Linked DNA regions of Pan troglodytes: region 1 is linked to region 2. A link is a contact called in public Hi-C data. All regions are on one chromosome and are shown on one strand. The core of a region is the stretch at or near the end of the contact, and the rest is flanking DNA. Distances in the headings are between cores, read along the strand shown. Region 1 overlaps KAZN (kazrin, periplakin interacting protein). Region 2 overlaps KAZN (kazrin, periplakin interacting protein).

Region 1 (5,362 bases), core at 1,908-4,407, 260 kb after region 2:
ATCAGATTTAGACTGTTTTTAGATGGAGTTGGAGAGTCATGCTATGTAAGAGTTTATCTGACTAAATAAGTGCTTTAATAAGATGAAATATAATTACAATGATAAGAATTCCCTTTTACTGAGCACCTACTGTAGACGCCAGGCATTTTGCTAAGCACACACCCATAAGGAGGTCACTGGATTCTAACAACGATTCTGCAAGATCATTATTAACATTCCCATTTTACAAGGGAGGAAACAAGTTCAGAGATGTTGATTAACTTGTCTCACAGACACTAAGTGGCAGGGCTGAGGTTTCAACCCAGAGACAGTTGGTTTGGAAGCGTATGCCTTCCACCTCCTCACGTGCCATGTGCTGTTATTAATATTTTTCAGGAGGAAGCCCAGCTCTGCAGTGAGAAACATTGCCTCTACTTCTTGAGTAACAAGGAAATAACAACAATGATCAGGGCAAAGAGGTGGATGTATATTATTTAATCTTCACAACAATTCTCTAAGAAAGATATTATTCTCATCTCCACCTCAGAGATGAGGAGACTGAAGCTTAGACGGGGTAAATAACTTGTCCTGGGCCATAATGATAGAGAGGTAACTGTAAAGTCTGCAAGGGGCAGGTGGGGAAAAGATGAGAAGGTGTTGGTGAGGGTCGGAGCAGGAAGGTCACTGGGGAGAGGGAGTAACATGAAGCTCCCGCGGAGGAGGTGTAGCAACTTTCTACAGCGCCAGAGGAACGGGCCTCCCCTGAGGTATCCATTCTGTCCACAGGGTAAGATTTGGCGCCATATTTGTTCTCCATGACACCACTCTTAGGCCATAGCTGATTGGACCCCAAGAGAACATCTGACCCAAACCATCCAATAAGATTATTTCTCTCAAAAGCCTGAACTGAGAGACACCGAGCCAGTCAATGACAAAGTTCCCAAGGGAAGGTTGGGAAAGTTCTTCCACGGTGGTCCACAGGGCTGCCTTGCTTGCTTCCCAGTTTTCCCAAGGCTTGGCTGTCAATTTTTTTGGAATCCATGAGACACGCTTATATTCCTCCAATAAATCCCCTTTTCTACTTAACTTGGCTGACATTGGTCCCTGTTACTTGCAGCCAAATGAATCTTAGGGTCCACGCCACTCCTTAAACACCTTCTAGAAGCTTGACGTTATGCACCCTCGTGCTTACATCTTAATCTCTCAAAGTACCCCCGAGGCATTATCTCATTTTACAGCTTAAAAAAAAAAAAAAAAAAAAAGTAAGCAGTCTATCCGAGATCAAAATCAAGATGTATTTGACTTCTGGAACTATGTATTTCCGATTCGGGGCTGCTGAGAAGAGGCTATTCTCAGACATGGTGATATCACTCCAGCCCAGTGCCCACATGTATTTCCGCCTGTCCCAGAATCACCCCTTGTTAATTTGCAGCTTTCTCTGGTCTGGAGTAGTCACTTGAATGACTTTTTTTTGAGACAAAGTCTTGCTCTGTTGCCCAGGCCGGAGTGCAGTGGCATGGTGTTGGCTCATTGCAGCCTCGACCTCCCGGGCTCAAGTGATCCTCCCACCTCAGCCTCCCAAGTACCAGAGACTAGAGGCATGTGCCACCACGCTTGGCTAATTTTTGTATTTTTTGTAGAGACGGGGTTTTACCATGTTGACCAGGCTGGTCTCAAACTCCTCACCTCAAGTGATCTGCCCGCCTCAGCCTCCCAAAGTGCTGGGATTACAGGTGTGAGCTGCCGTGCCCGGCCCTTGAGTGACTTTGGGTGCTGCTTATGGTGCCACACCTTAATGCAGGGAGAGAGGAGGAGGGTCTGCAGAGAGCCCATACCTCCCCAGACTCCCTCTCTGATGGTCAGTTTTCAATGTCAACTTGGCTAGGTTATAGTCTCCAGTTATTCAACCAAACACTCATTTAGGCGTTGCCAGGAAGGTATTTTGTAGATGTGATTAAAACCCATAATCGGTTGGCTTCAGGAAAAGGAGTCTGTCCTAGATAATCAGGGTGGGTCTGGTTCAACCAGTTGAAAGGATGTGGGAGCAGAGCTGAGGCTTCCTTGATAAAGAAGAAACTCCACCCGAGGCAGCAGCTTCACCCCTGCCTGACCAAGAATTCCAGCCTGCCCTGTGCATTCCAGACCTGCCTCACCAACCCCACCATCGCCTAAGCCAATGCCTTCCAACAAATCTCTTAATATGTATCTCCTAGTGGGTCTGCTTCTCTGGTTGAACTCTGACTGGTACAACCCTTCTTAGGGGCCACTGCTGTCCACAGATGAGGACCCCAACTTTTGGCACAGTCTCTCCTCGCCTCTCCAGTTTCGTCCTCATAACCTCTATTCATCGCAGTCTCTCTGGCTCCAGACTCAGCCTCAAGTCCTCCACCCCCATTACTTCCATCACAACCCCTGCCAGGCCAGGTCTCTTGTGCGCCCATGCCCTTCTGTCTTCCAGGAGCCCCTCTGCCATGCCTGCCTACCAGAAAACGCCTACTCCTCAGCCAGGACCCCGCTCAAGGCCACCGCCTTAGTGAAGCCTTCCGTGACTTCTTCAGGCAGGCACAGTGCTCTTCCCTCCATACCCAGATGGCTAAGATCGACAGCAGTGGGATCATTTCTTAGCACTTTCTTGGCTTGGCTGTTCTCACCTGAGGACAGAGAGCATATCTTTTCACCTCTTATCTCTAGGGTCTAGCCCAGGACGTGGCACATAGATAAATTTTTGTTCAATAAATGCCTGAATGCAAGCATCCATGCCTAGGGTCCTGGTTTTGCAGAAGAGAAGTCCTGGAGCAGAACTTGGCTTCTCGGGGTCACCGTGAAGGACAGTTGGTTTTTATCAGTTCTCTGCACGTGAGCTCTTCTTCTTGCAGTGGCTCAGTCTGCAAAAGGAGCCCCTGCTGGTGAGATTTTCTGGCCTCCCTGCCTGGCTTTGGGCTCTATTATTAGGATGAATTCCTGCATGACCTTTAAGATTAAAACTAAATGTTCTGATCTCTCCCCAGACAGGTATTAGGTGCTGGAAATGGCATTTTGCAGGGACCATGTTGAGTAGCAAACTCCAAATATCAGCCTCATCACATTCTGACATGTTACAGCCAATCTAAGCTGAGGCTGCACTGAGCACTTCAGGGCTGAGCACCCCCTAAAGGCAGCAATTTTCTCTTTTTTTCATGCTAGCTCCTCCAGTGGGCATCTCTCCTGAGTCTCTCGAGAAGCTACTCTTCAGGGAAATGAGACCTACGTCCTTGGTATTGCCTCTATCTGCTGGGGTTGCCACAGAGAAGAGGGTTATCAGCAAACAAAGGTCAGCAGGACTGTCAGGAAAAATTAGCCCTCTACAGATGCCGCCAGGCCTGCTGCTATAATCTGTAATGAAAACATTTGCAGCGAGGTTGGGGGGAGGCCTCTACCCTGGGATTCCTCCAGCGACTCAGGAAAACCACAAATGGCCTTAATCAGGAAACATACTAAGAGTTCCTAGATTGGGACTCCTTTGATTAAAGGGAAAACCTAATTAGATAATTGTTTCCATAGAAACTTAGGTATATTTATTATTGCTTTTATAAGCCTCTTCAATTACTAAAATGAAGGAACACACTTTAAGCATGGTCCAAGTTTGCATAGGAGGTGCATTTCTTTTTCTTTTTTTTTTTTTTGCTCTTTGAGGTGGAGTCTTGCCCTGTTGCCCAGGCTGGAGTGCAATGACGCGGCCTTGGCTCACTGCAAACTCTGCCTCCTGGGTTCAAGCGATTCTCCTGCCTCAGCCTTCCAAGTAGCTGGGATTACAGGCGCGTGCTACCATGCCGGGCTAATTTTTGTGTTTTTAGTAGAGACGGTGTTTCACCATCTTGGCCAGGCTAGTCTCAAACTCCTGACCTCAGGTGATTTCACCCGCCTTCGCCTCTCAAAGTGCTAGGATTACAGGCGTGAACCACCGCACCCAGCCGGGAGGTGCATTTCAATGAGGAGCTAAGAATCATACATTTGCAGCTGCTCACTTATCGATCAATATATTTGCCTAAAGAGGGTGGAAGTCCCATCTTTGGCATTAGAAATAACTGCTAGTTCCTACTAGTCATAATTTTGATGCTAATAATAGCAAACACATATACGGCATTCTTTATATGTGCCAGACGCTATTGTAAACGTTTACAAAAGATCTGAGAGACAGGTTCCATTCTTATGCCCACTTTACAGATGAGGACACTGAGGCTCAGGGAGGTGATAGAACTTGTCCAAAGACACAGAACTCAAAGTGGTGGAGTCATAATTGAAATAAACAGAACATGGATCGTGGAATTCAGTCCGTATATGAACCACCAATTATTGACAATTTTTTATGATTGGGGGCTGAATTCACATTAATTTAAAAATAACAATAGCTTCCGTTTATTGAGCATGCTTATGTGCCAGAGATTGTGCCGTTTTTCATGCCCAGGCTGGTCTTGAACTCCTAGGCTCCCGTCTAGGCCTCCCAAAGTGCTGGGCTGGGATTACAGGCGTGAGCCACTGCCCCCGGCCTCTTGATGGGTTTTAAAGGTACAAACTATTACAGGAGGTGCTGACTAGCCTCTAAGTCAGTAACATTGCAACCTTGAATTTGAGAACTGAGAAGGTCCCCTCCTATCTGGACCCCTCAGTTTTCAACATCTTCATTTGCTCTTATAAATTAGGCCAAATTCCAGATGTTCAGTTTGCATTTGTAAAGGCTGCTCAAGCACACATGTTTAGAGTTGTAAATATCCCCTTCTGAAGCTGACCGAGGGCTTAGAAAACACAGTAATTCATTTTAAAATCTGGCACCTGAAAGGACATTTTTAAATGGGGATATGATTTCTTAGCACTTGAAACTGAGGTTTATGCCTTTTTTGTTTTTTGTTTTTTTCTTCAGAGTCTTGCTCTGTTGCCCAGGTTGGAGCGCAGTGGCGTGATCTCGGCTCACTGCAAGCTCCGCCTCCCGGGTTCACGCCATTCTCCTGCCTCAGCCTCCCGAGTAGCTGGGACTACAGGTGCCTGCCACCATGCCCAGCTAATTTTTTGTATTTTCAGTAGAGATGGGGTTTCACCGTGTTAGCCAGGATGCTCTCGATCTCCTGACCTCGTGATCCACCTGCCTCGGCCTTCCAAAGTGCTGGGATTACAGGCGTGATCCTCCGCGCCCGGCGGAGGTTCTTGCCTTTTAATGTTATTTACTCTCGGTGCCTTCAGTGTTCCCCACTCCACTCGGCACCCTCTGGGCTCCTGTAACTCCAGCTGCAAGTGCAGAAGGGATTTTGCTGTTTCCGAACACCGAATCCTCTGCTTCTTCTCTCCTCCATTTCTAAGTCAAGATAAAAAATATTTTGAACTTTTATCAGTTTATACCTCAGTCAATAGT
Region 2 (5,452 bases), core at 1,280-3,779:
AAGCTGCCACACACCCTACAGAGCACAGGGCAGCCCCACCACTGTTATGTGGCCCCAAACGTCTATGGTGCCCTTGTTTACAGAGAGCACCGTAATCTGAAGAGCATTTCCCGTGCTGGAGAAGCCGCGCTCGTCGGCAGCGAGGTCCGTGTGAGCTGGGCTCCCGGGGACAGGACCAGTGTGTGGGGGATGCCCATGGTCTCAGGAGCAGGCAGCCCTGTCTCCCCGCCCCACATGTGACTAGGGAGGCTGGTGGGAAAGGCCTGTGGACTGAGGGAAGGCTGGTAAGGGAGCTGCCTCCTTCAGGCCATGGCTGGACTCCCGTCAAAAGCCTCCCCAGCAAAGCCGTCACCCCATGGAGTACAGGGTCGCCTGATCTCCAGCTCTGAAACCGTAAGAATACAGACCTCACTGGAGTGACTGCGCATGAAGACGGGGTGCTTTTTGGGGAGATGCAACTGTTCTGGAATTAGACAGCAGTGGTGGCTGCACAATGTTGTCAACATGCTAAAAGCCACTGAACGGCATGACCGACGACCCAGGACCAACGACCCAGGACCAACGACCCAGGACCAACGACCAAGGACCAACGACCCAGGACCAACGACCCAGGACCAACAACGACCCAGGACCAACAACGACCCAGGACCAGCGACCCAGGACCAACGACCCAGGACCAACGACCAAGGATCAACGCTGGCTCTGGCCATGGAGGGGAGGCTCCTGCGGGGGCAACGGTAGGCTCATGTGGGCTCGGGCCTTGACATTCTAAGTTGATAAACAATATTTTACACATACACACACACACACACACATACACACACATGAGGTCCCATGGGGCCAGTGTGGTTACAGAGAAGTTGCTGTGTGGGTGGTAATGCCTGGTTCAATCAGGATTTAACAGGAAATGCCCCCAGCAAGGGTGGATGGCTGGGCAGGCCTCAGGGTGCCCACCTTCATTGCTAAATGCCAATAGAGGGCTTTGCTTCTTGGGAAACGTCTGCAGAAGCAAATGTCTTTTTAGCTTTTCCCCAAGTGAAGCAGCGAAGAGGGTGTGTGGGGCGGCCCAGAGTTGGCTCCTCAGGACACGGGGGGAGGGACGATGCCTGGATCCTGACGGGCTGCTCACCCCTCACTTGGCACCAGCCTGGGCTCTTTCCCCAATACCTGCTTTCCCAGTGGCCTCAGTGTCACTGGCAGGTGTGAGCTTTGCCACCTCTGTGGCAGCACCTCAGGGTCACTTAGGAAACTGCCCAGCACCAGCGGCTACAGCCAGGACCCCTGGGTAAGGGGCTAGTAAGTGGCCCAAGATGGGCCACAGGGCACACTGCATGGACCTCACAGAGGTAAGATTTCATCAGAAGACAAAAGGGACATGTTCGTCCCCCAGCTGCAGGGGCTGCTGAGTGCACCATCCCCCCGGGCCTGGCTCCCCACCTCCGCAGCTGGGGGGCTTCTTTTTTTTTTTGAGATGGGGTTTCTCTCTGTTGCCCAGGCTGGAGTGCAGTGGTGCGATTTTGGCTCACTGCAACCTCTGCCTTCTGGGTTCAAGCGATTGTCCTGCCTCAGCCTCCCGAGGAGCTGGGATTACAGCTGCGTGCCACCACGTCCAGCTAATTTTTGTATTTTCAGTTGAATCAGGGTTTCGCCATGTTGGCCAGGGTGGTCTCAAACTCCTGACCTCAAGTCATCTGCCCGCTTTGGCCTCCCAAAGCCAAAAGATTACAGGCACGAGACACCACGCCCGGCCTGCAGCTGCCGTGGCTTCTGCCATTGCTAAGCTGCGCCCTCCACCTCCCCACTGCACGTGTGGACCCTGACTTCCTTCCAACCCACCCTCTATGCTTCCACTGGCAGAGCAGAGCTGCTTTCTGTTGCTTGCAACCCAGGACTTAAGGCACCCCCCGAGGAAGGGTCAGCTGTGCAGTGGGGGAGCTGGGCCTGCAGGCAACACAGCCTGGCGGTGAAACTTTAGGCATGGTGGGCAATGGAGGGAACCTGCATTCAGGTGGACACCCCAACAAGACTGGGGCCATCACAGCTCCTCGTGAAGCCCCTTCTCTCTGCCTCCAAGCCCTGGGTAGATAATGCCTGTGCTGTTAACATGAACATAAACCAATCAACCTGAGTTGCCAACATTCACACGGGCAGATGCATCTGATGCCTGCCAGAAGGAGGCCAGAAGCTGAGTTTTCTTGGCCAGAGCGGAAACAGGCTGAGTGTCCAGACACAGTGGGAGTGGAAGCCAGGGTGAGCTGGTTTCTAGGCCAGAAAGACCCAGGGAGTCCTCGGATGCCTAAGGCCAGGACTCCAAGGGAGGAAGACATAACTGTCTGTCCACAAGGCATGAGAAAGACCTGGGAGAACAGGGGCCTTTTCCTGGCCTGCAAGTTCAAAGGTTTCTTTCTGGGCTGCACGTAGCAGCAGGGCCTCCAGTATTATCAACCCCACTGGTGGGAACCCCCTGGACCCCAGAAGTCCCTGCAGCCGCAGTTTTTTCCTGCCCAGCAGTTCTCACCACTAGGGGTCAGCATTGGACAAGGAGACCTAGGCTAGGCCCAGGGATCCTGCCCCGGCCTGTCCTGGGGCCTGGTCCTTAGTAAACCATCCTGCCGTGGTTTTACCACGTCCAGGGATCCAGGCCCGGTGCCAAATGCTTCTCCTGCTTTATTTCTTGGAAATCCTCACAACAGCCCTACAAAGCACAGTCAACTCTTGAACAACGTGGGTTTGAGCTGCATGGGTGCATGGGTCCCATTATCGGCGGATTTTCTTCCACCTCCGTCACCCCTGAGACAGCAAAGCCAATCCTTCCTCTCCCTGCTCCTCCTCAGCCACTCAGCGTGAAGACAACGAGGATGAAGACCTTGATGATGATCCTCTTCTTCCACTTAATGAATAACAAATATATTTTCTCTTCCTTACGATTCTCTTTTTTTTTTTTTTTTGAGACGGAGTCTTGCTCTGTTGCCCAGGCTGGAGTGCAGCGGCTTGACCTTGGCTCACTGCAACCTCCGCCTCCCGGGTTCAAACGATTCTCCTGTCTCAGCCTCCCGAGTAACTGGGATTACAGGTACCCACCGCCACGTCTGGCTAATTTTTGTATTTTTAGTAGAGACAAGGTTTCACCGTGTTAGCCAGGCTGGTCTCGAACTCCTGACCTCAGGTGATCCACCCTCCTCGGTCTGCCAAAGTGCTGCGATTACAGGCATGAGCCACCACGTCCGGCCTGATTCTCTTAATAACATTTTCTTTGCTCTAGCTTACTTTATTCAAAGAATACTGATATGGTTGGCTCTGGGTCCCCAGCCAAATCTCATCTCGAACTGTAATCCCCACGTGTCAAGGGAAGGACCAGGTGGAGGTAAGTGGATAATGGCGCTGGTTTCCCCCATGCTGTTCTCGTGATAGTGATAGAATGCTAACGAGATCTGATGGCTCATAAGCGTGCGGTAGTTCCTCCTGCATTCATTCTCCCTCCTGCCATCTTGTAAAGAAGGTGCCTTGTTTCTCCTTTGCCTTCCGCCATGATTATGAGTTTCTGAGGCGTCCCCAGCCATTCGGAACTGTGAGTCAATTAAACCTCTTTCCTTTATAAATTACCCAGTCTCAGCTATTTCTTTATAGCAGTGTAGGAACGAACTAATACAAATACAGTACACGACACAGTTAACACACAAAAGATGTGCTCGCTGACTGTTCTTAGTAAGGCTTCTGGTCAACAGTGGGCTACTAGAAGTTACCTTCTAGGGGAGTCAAAAGTTATACATGGATTTAGCTGCGCAGGGGATCAGCACCCCTAAGCCCTGCGTTGTTTAAGGGTCAACTACATATGCCATTATCTCTGTTTTGAGTTGATGGATATGGAGTCCAGAGAGGTGAAGGCTCCTGCCCAAAGTCACACAGCTGGGAAGCACCTGGGGCTGGATTCGAACCCAGATCACATGGCTGTAACCACACCGTTAGCTGGCATCAGCACTCTGCAGGACGACAAATCCTCTAAGACTTACGGCCTCCCTCTTCCCCTACTCTAGCCACAAGCTCCCTGGATCTGCCCAGCCACCCTGTGGGGAAGGTAGGGTGGGATTAAGACTCCACTCCCAGTCCAGTAACAAGTAAAAGGCACTGAAGCCCAGAACAGTTGAGTGGGCAGCCCAAGGTCACACAGGAGCAGGCAGAACAGACCTCCAGGGCTCTCTCTCCCGACCCGGACCCTCTGTCCCCACACGCAAAGGGTAGGCATCTCCTGGGAAAACAAAGTGTCTGGAAGTATTTTGAGGGTTTGGTTTGGGTTAGGAAAAAATTATTTGTTTCCTTAATGACCCAAGTAAGACATTTTTGCTGCAAAGACATTTGAAAAGAGGCCAATAAACAAACAAAGAAATAAATAAAAGTTGCTACCACTCTGAGAGAATGAACGTTAATATTTCTATGTATTTCCTCCCAAATATTTTCCTAAGCAAATATGTATATTTTAAACAAAAAAAATTTTTTTTCCTTTCTTTTTTTTTTTTTGTTTGAGACAGGGTCTCACTGTCGCCCAGGCTGGGGTGCAGTGGCTCACTGCAGCCTCACCTCCAGGGCTCAGGCAATCCTTTTGCCTCAGCCACCGGTCTAGTTGGGACTACAGGCATGTACCAGGCCTGGCTAATTTTTTGGTAGAGATAGGGTTTTGCCATGTTGCCCAGGCTGGTCTCAAGCTGCTGGGCTCAAATACGATCCACCTGCCCTGGCCTCCTAAACTGCTGGGATTACAGGCATGAGCCACTGCACTAGGCCTTTTTTTCCTAATAGTAGGCTGGGGTGTGTGGAAGAGTGAGTGGTTTCCCAGCGTCTCCACACTCCCTGGGCCCAAGGCAGGTGGATAAAAGGCTGGCCCAGTCTCTGGGGGCATGGTCTTGGAGGGAAACTTATGATGCATTGAAGAAAGCCCCCTCCTGCGGCGGGCCCTGCCCCCTGCTTGTGTTCTGCTCTGCCCCACCCACCCCACCCTAGGTCTCCGATGTGAGTCGATGCCAGACGTCCCGGCTCCCAGCACGGCACTGCTAGCAGATGCCAGGCCCACCTGGGTGGGGAGGGTTCTCACCATGGCCAGCTCGGCCTCCAGCTCCTTCATCCGGTTGTCCTTGAGGTCCAGCTGGGAGCGCAGTGCCGTGGCGTGGTCTGTGGCCTCCTTGGCTTGGCGCCGCAGCTCCCACTTCTCACGCTCCAGCAGGTCCTTCTCCTTGGCCAGCGCTTTGACCGCATCCTCGCTCTCCTGTGGGTGGGAGAGGGAGAGAGCACCGTGGGTGTTACAGCCAGGCTCCTCCTGGCCCAGGGATGCCTAGAGGGGGCCTAACTCCTAGATGGAAAAAGAAGTGGGGTCACAAGGTCAGGAGATTGAGACCATCCTGGCTAACATGGTGAAACCCCGTCTCTACTAAAAACACAAAAAAATTAGCCAGGCATGGTG

What was found. A called contact is a pair of places that touch in the nucleus more often than the background predicts.
Region 1: a contact with region 2 is called in a Hi-C map of induced pluripotent stem cells, with 2.5 times the contacts expected there. The contact joins two enhancer-like sites. A contact is called at or near these places in 3 of 7 Hi-C or Micro-C datasets (blood, induced pluripotent stem cells and stem cell-derived neural progenitor cells).

The regions. Positions count from the first base shown.
Region 1 is chr1:216,417,519-216,422,880 of NHGRI_mPanTro3-v2.0_pri, forward strand. The region is part of intron 3 of KAZN (kazrin, periplakin interacting protein); the gene reads right to left. Among named protein-coding and RNA genes, the nearest start is that of TMEM51, 370 kb to the left of the region's middle. Within about 2 kb of position 3,158, at least 2 of the 24 cell types and tissues checked have an H3K27ac peak or open chromatin away from gene starts, as enhancers often do. A contact at or near this core is called in induced pluripotent stem cells, where this site is marked.
Region 2 is chr1:216,154,787-216,160,238 of NHGRI_mPanTro3-v2.0_pri, forward strand. It overlaps KAZN (kazrin, periplakin interacting protein), which reads right to left. Exons shown (of 17, transcript XM_513047.8): 6 at 5,087-5,257. Among named protein-coding and RNA genes, the nearest start is that of TMEM51, 100 kb to the left of the region's middle. Within about 2 kb of position 2,530, at least 7 of the 24 cell types and tissues checked have an H3K27ac peak or open chromatin away from gene starts, as enhancers often do. A contact at or near this core is called in induced pluripotent stem cells, where this site is marked.